2 separate regions of the Danio rerio genome follow, and region 1 is linked to region 2. Evidence: chromatin contacts called from public Micro-C data. All regions are on one chromosome and are shown on one strand. The core of a region is the stretch at or near the end of the contact, and the rest is flanking DNA. Distances in the headings are between cores, read along the strand shown.

Evidence for each region. A called contact is a pair of places that touch in the nucleus more often than the background predicts.
Region 1: a contact with region 2 is called in a Micro-C map of caudal fin, with 11 times the contacts expected there. The contact joins the enhancer-like site here to the promoter of zmp:0000000881 in region 2. A contact is called at or near these places in 3 of 18 Hi-C or Micro-C datasets (caudal fin, embryo and an unstated tissue).

What each region holds. Positions count from the first base shown.
Region 1 is chr16:51,652,752-51,655,806 of GRCz12tu, reverse strand. It overlaps thsd7ab (thrombospondin, type I, domain containing 7Ab), which reads right to left. Exons shown (of 29, transcript NM_001423204.1): 27 at 1,467-1,680. Among named protein-coding and RNA genes, the nearest start is that of ica1, 36 kb to the left of the region's middle. Within about 2 kb of position 1,681, at least 6 of the 62 cell types and tissues checked have an H3K27ac peak or open chromatin away from gene starts, as enhancers often do. A contact at or near this core is called in caudal fin, where this site is marked.
Region 2 is chr16:51,308,064-51,311,245 of GRCz12tu, reverse strand. It overlaps zmp:0000000881, which reads left to right and starts at 1,656. Exons shown (of 5, transcript XM_002665035.8): 1 at 1,656-1,707.

The sequences.
Region 1 (3,055 bases), core at 432-2,931, 340 kb before region 2:
CTCAAAAACCATCCTTTTTCACAATTTTCTATGTCAGAATTTCGACCTTTATACCTCGGCGTTTATTCTCAGAGATTTGGATTAATATACCATAATTGTTTTTCCATCATGGAATAAATCAATTTAAAAGACTACTCACAGATTTGTTACACAAAGTTAAAATCTCGCAATTCTGACTCCATTTCTCTCAGAATTATAAGAAAATCATTATTGCCTTCATATTTTGTTTATGAATAAATCTTGAGGAACAAAATGTGTAATAATTCTAAACTTGTGTTGCTCACAGAGCTTGTATTTTCTGCAAAAACAGCCAAAAGCAATAAAAATAAATATTCCAATTGGGTTTTCCTGGAGGGAACCAGGATGAAACTAAATACTGAGCTGGCCTACAAACATATTTAATCCAGTGGTAGAAACCGCCATGTGCCACCTAAGCAGAGGGAAGCTTTAATGAAAACAAAAATGCTATTCAAGTTTGAAAGCCAGATTTGGTCTGTTGTTCGCTCCAGTTTCTTTCACCCGAGGCAACTGGCCGAAATTAAGCACATTTTATCACACAAGCACTTTGAAACAGTAAACCATGCCTTTGTAACCACCCACCTGGACTACTGTAATGCAATTCACATTGGGGTGAGTCAGTCCTCTATTTCTCGACTGCAACTTTGGTCAACTGTGTTGTTTTAAAGTGCAATATAAATAAAACTGAATTGGAAAATAATTTAAGTGAAATTCACAATTATTCGCCCTTCTGTGAATTCATTTGTCTTTTTAAAAATATTTCCAAAATGATTATTAATAGAGCAGGGAATTATTCACAGTATTTCCTTTAATATTTTTTCTCCTTATTTGTTTTATTTTGGCTAGAATAAAAGCAGTTTTAAATTTTGTAAAAACTATTTTATATTCAATATTATTATTATTATACTATTATGTTATTATATCGTTCTCTGTTTTGATTATATATTTTTATTTAGCTTTTTCAAAAGTTAACAATACAGAACATCAAAACAAAGCAGCAAACAGACTAAAGTAAATCATACACAGTATAAAAAATAAGTAAAATACAAATAAATAAATAAAAAAGGGTGGAGATAATAGGTAATAATAATAGGAGTATAAAACCAGTGGAAAAGAACTATCTTGTCAAATTTAAATCAAGTGGTACTGTTTTAAATTTATTCCAAAATTGATTCCAAATCTTTTTAAATAATTCACCCTTTCCTCTCAAAGAATATGTGATCTTCTCCAATGGGATACAGTTGCAAACTTCTGAGATCCACAGTCCAATTGGTACATCAATGTCTGTTTTCCATTTTAAAGCAATGCATTTTTTTTTAGCTATTGTCAGCAATATTTCAGTGAGTTTAATAGCATATTTATGCTGGAGGTTACAATTTGTAAACTATTCTCTGTTAAACAGAAATCGGGGAAACGTGTATTTGCTAACAGAAGTGAAACACGTTTACCTGCTCCAAAAGGCTGTAAGTACCACGTGCGTCCGACGCGTCCAGGCTGTACAGTGGTGGGCAGGGTGGGATTGATAGCCCGGCTGGTCTTCACATCAGCCTTCTTGTCTCCAGCAGTGGGGATTTCCAGCACAGGAATGGGTGCGCACTGCTCCAGCGCTCCCTCGGTGGTGAGCACTTCAGTAAAGCCCTCCTCGCACATACACACGGCCTCCTGCAGAGGGCAGCAGAGGAACACAAACACACATCATTCAATCTGCATCCGCTTCTGACCCAATTCACAGCTTATGGAGCCTTTTTATATAAAGCGTGATGACACATTTACACTGTTATCAACTTCACACATTTATAACACTATACTGAGTTTTATTACCTTGCCATTAAGTTACTGAAAATCGTGTCAGTGCTGCTGATGTATTATGCAATAGCTAATGGAGAACATTTGTCTTTCTCTCTTCAGGCTAATGTTATTAAGTTATACATTTTTCCTTTTTTGGAAAGACCCAGAAACACTAATGTAGTAATTATATTATATTATATTATATTATATTATATTATATTATATTATATTATATTATATTATGTTATATTATATTATATTATATTATATTATATTATATTATATTATATTATATTATATTGTATTATGTTATATTATATTATGTTATATTTCATTATGTTATATTATATTATTTTATATATTATATTATATTATATTATGTTATATTTTATTATGTTATATTTTATTATGTTATATTATATTATATTATGTTATATTTTATTATGTTATATTATATTATATTATGTTATATTTTATATTATATTATATTATGTTATATTTTATTATGTTATATTTTATTATATTATATTATATTATATTATATTATATTATATTATATTATATTTTATTACGTTATATTATATTATATTATATTATATTATATTATATTGTATTATATTGTATTGTATTATATTATATTATATTATATTATATTTTATTATGTTATATTGTATTATATTATATTATATTTATTTTTGGCATTAAGACAAATGATGATGCAAGAAAAATGGGTCATTATCACTATAAAGTGCTTTTGATGTCCCACAAGTTTGAGTCAGTCCTATATGAACACAATGCCAAATAATGAAATTCTTGTGACCTTTACACACATGCAGGTAGAATTATAAATGTTTTGAAATATGTTGTCAATTTTAGCCGTATTCTTTCATTGAATGGATGTGATTTTGCCATGACCCACGCACTGCTCAGCCAACTTCAGTGAGTCTAAAAAGCAAGTCAATCGAATAAAATGAAAAATATTTTAAATATTCTTATTGTCTTTAAGTTATTTGATCAAATAAGTCATTTTGATAACTTTTATTTTGTTTTCATAATATTATTTATCATTTTGCACGTGTCCTTGAAATTGTTGTCCCCCCTGTCATGATGTGGTAAATGCAGAGATGCATGGATGCAGTCCTCCAAGCTCATGGTGAGTCATACATAATGTTCATTCTTTTTCCACTGCACCATGACTTATATTTTATATTGTACATTATTTCTGTTCAGTGACAAGACTTTTTTCTGA
Region 2 (3,182 bases), core at 407-2,906:
CATTTAAAAACACTATTGGTTGGGTATAGGAAACTGGGTGCATTTAAAAACACCATTGGTTGGGTATAGGGACGTGGGCTGGTGGGTGGGTGTGTTAATCGGTGCATTTAGAAACACTATTGGTTGGGTATAGGGAAATAAATGGGCGGGTCAATCGGTGCGTTTAAAAACACTGCTGGTTGGGTATAGGGAAATGGATGGACGAGTCAATCGGTGCATTTAAAAACACTATTGGTTGGGTATAGGAAAGTGGGTGGGTTGGTTAATCGGTGCATTTAAAAACACTATTGGTTGGGTATAGGGACGTGGGTGGTTGGATTAATCCGTGCATTTAAAAACAATATTGGTTGGTTATAGCTAAGTGGGTGGGTCAATCGGTGCATTTAAAAACACTATTGGTTGGATATAGGGAAATAAATGGGCGGGTCAATCTGTGCATTTAAAAACACCATTGGTTGGGTATAGGGAAGTGGATGGGCGGGTTAATCGGTGCATTTAAAAACACTATTGGTTGGGTATAGGAAAGTGGGTGGGTTGGTTAATCGGTGCATTTAAAAACACTATTGGTTGGGTATAGGGACGTGGGTGGGTTGGTTAATGGGTGCATTTAAAAACACTATTGGTTGGGTATAGGGACGTGGGTGGGTTGGTTAATGGGTGCATTTAAAAACACTATTGGTTGGGTATAGGGACGTGGGTGGGTGGGTTAATCGGTGCATTTAAAAACACTATTGGTTGGTTATAGCGAAGTGGGTGGTTCAGTCGGTGCATTTAAAAACACTATGGCATGCGTATAGGGAAGTGGATGGGTCAGTGGGTCAATCGGTGCATTTAAAAACACTATTGGTTGGGTGTAGGGAAGTGGGTGGATGGGTCAATCGGTTCTTTTTCAAACACTATCGGTTAAGTATAGGGAAGGAGAAGGGTGGTTCAGTCAAACAGTGAGTGAGTCAGTCAGTCAGTCGACAGCAGCCTCTAGTGGATTTACGCAAGAACAGCAGGTGCAAATGGCATTTACGAGAAAAATTTGTGATCTCAAAAAGCGTACACAGCAGCTTCTGGTGGATTTGCAAAACAAAAACTGCAAAAAAAAAAAAGTACCTCATTGGAGGTATTTGGCACTCTCCAGAACTGTATATTGGGGTGCGTTTTCAGAATGAGCCTGGGTTAAAAAAAAAAAAAAAAACAGCATAAATATTCCTACTGTCACAGTTTGGAGATGATCTCTGAGTATTCTCTGCCCTTGCATAACATCGTCTTGTTCTGACATGTCAGTCTTGCTGCTTCTTTTTCCAAGATGATGCAACGTTTAGTTCAACCATAAAAAACTATTGTAACAAGTTTACAGAAATCCCTTGTGTACGAACAAATAAATGAGGAAATACAGGAGAAATACAGTCACCTTTCTCCTTTGAATTTAAAAATGCCTTTGCTAAATATACTATCTCGTCTTAAAGAGGAAACCGGGAATTTCTCTTAATACTCACCATATTCATCACTCAGGATTTATATAACATTTCTTCAGAAAGTTAACATTGTTTGTCAGCTACTTTAATACCTTATCTGACTGGCTGTGCATCTCCAGCTGTCCTTTCAGTGTTGAAATGAGGGTGTGGTGAAAGAAGGAAGGTAATTAGCAGGAAAACTTCTCTTCCAGCTTTATTTGAGCACATCTGCTGCCATCAGGATCACAACCTACAAAAACAGGTAAGAAAACATAGTAACTAGTGAACCAAACTCTACTTATTTTGTTGTGCTATGGAGGACAGTGATTTTAACATAATTCTGATAACGCTGACATGGTTGTCATTAGAGTTTCTTGTGTTTTATGTGAGGTTTAAGCTTTAGCAGAACCTCTTACTTTGTATGTAATTGTCATATTATGAGAAAATCATAACACTATAAGAGGCTGAAACATGCTAAAACTACTTTATGTCCAGTTTGGGTTGAGTAGAAATTGCGCCATCGAAAATTCATCCTTTAACTTTAGTGTAAATGACTTAAATTTATTCATGTGTATGAAAGAGTGATTATAATCCAGATCCAGTCTGACTGCATTTTCCTATTAGCAAGTACATGCAGGCTTAATTCAAGCAGGTTTTTGCCTAAAGGCATTCTTGAAAATATCTGTGTGTCAACAGATTTGTGCTAATGACTGTTTTAGCTGTAAAATCAAGTTTTTCTACAACATATCTGAAGGTTAGCGTTCATCTTTATGATCTGGTAGAGGAATGTCTGGTAGTTTAAAGAAACACTGTAGGCTTTTATGGCTTTATGACTATTTCGAAAAATATGTTCACGAGTTAACATGAGCAGAGGATTTCCTGTAAACACACCTGATGATGGCCCATTTTAGTAGCAGGGGGTGGAAAGAGTACTGAAAATTATACTTAAAAAAAGTACCATTACTTGGAAAAAAATATATAGTACAAGAGAAAATAAATCTGTTCTAATTACACTGAATGCTCGAGTGGTTCTTACGTTGTGAATGTTATTCCACCTCATATCCTGCAAATAAAAAAAAATAATTAACTTACATTAGTGTCCTTACATTTCTTTCTAAATCAAAATTACAGTATTTGACAGTCATGGACCATAAATAAATAAAATAAAAAAATGTGTGACTAATTTAACTTGAGAACACATTTTATTGATAGAATATATGAAAATGTAACATTCTGTAGTGCATTCTTCATCTTCTCATCAGTGACGTCAGTCTAAACTGTCTCTTGGTTGTTGTGTGTAATGATTTTGTGCCTTTTTGGACACTTTTAATGCTTTCACACTCACTGAAAAAAATGATTAATTGAATTTACTATTATTTTAGGTAAGTGGTTACAAACTATTTATATGGGCTGTATTTAGACAAATTAGGTTAAACATTATTATATTGCATTTGTTTGTCTAAATTCAGCCCATATGAATTGTTTGCAACCACTTACCTTAAACAATTTAGTAAGCCAATTTAGTAATTTAGTGATGGATGGATGGATGGAAGGAGGGATGGATGGATACAATATTTTAGGAGGATGGATAGATGGATATATGTATAGATGGATGGATGGATACAATATTCAGATGTATGGATGGAAAGATGGATATATGTATGGATGGATGGGTATATGAATGGATGGATGGATAGATGGATGTGATATTTAGATGGATGGATGGATGGATGGATG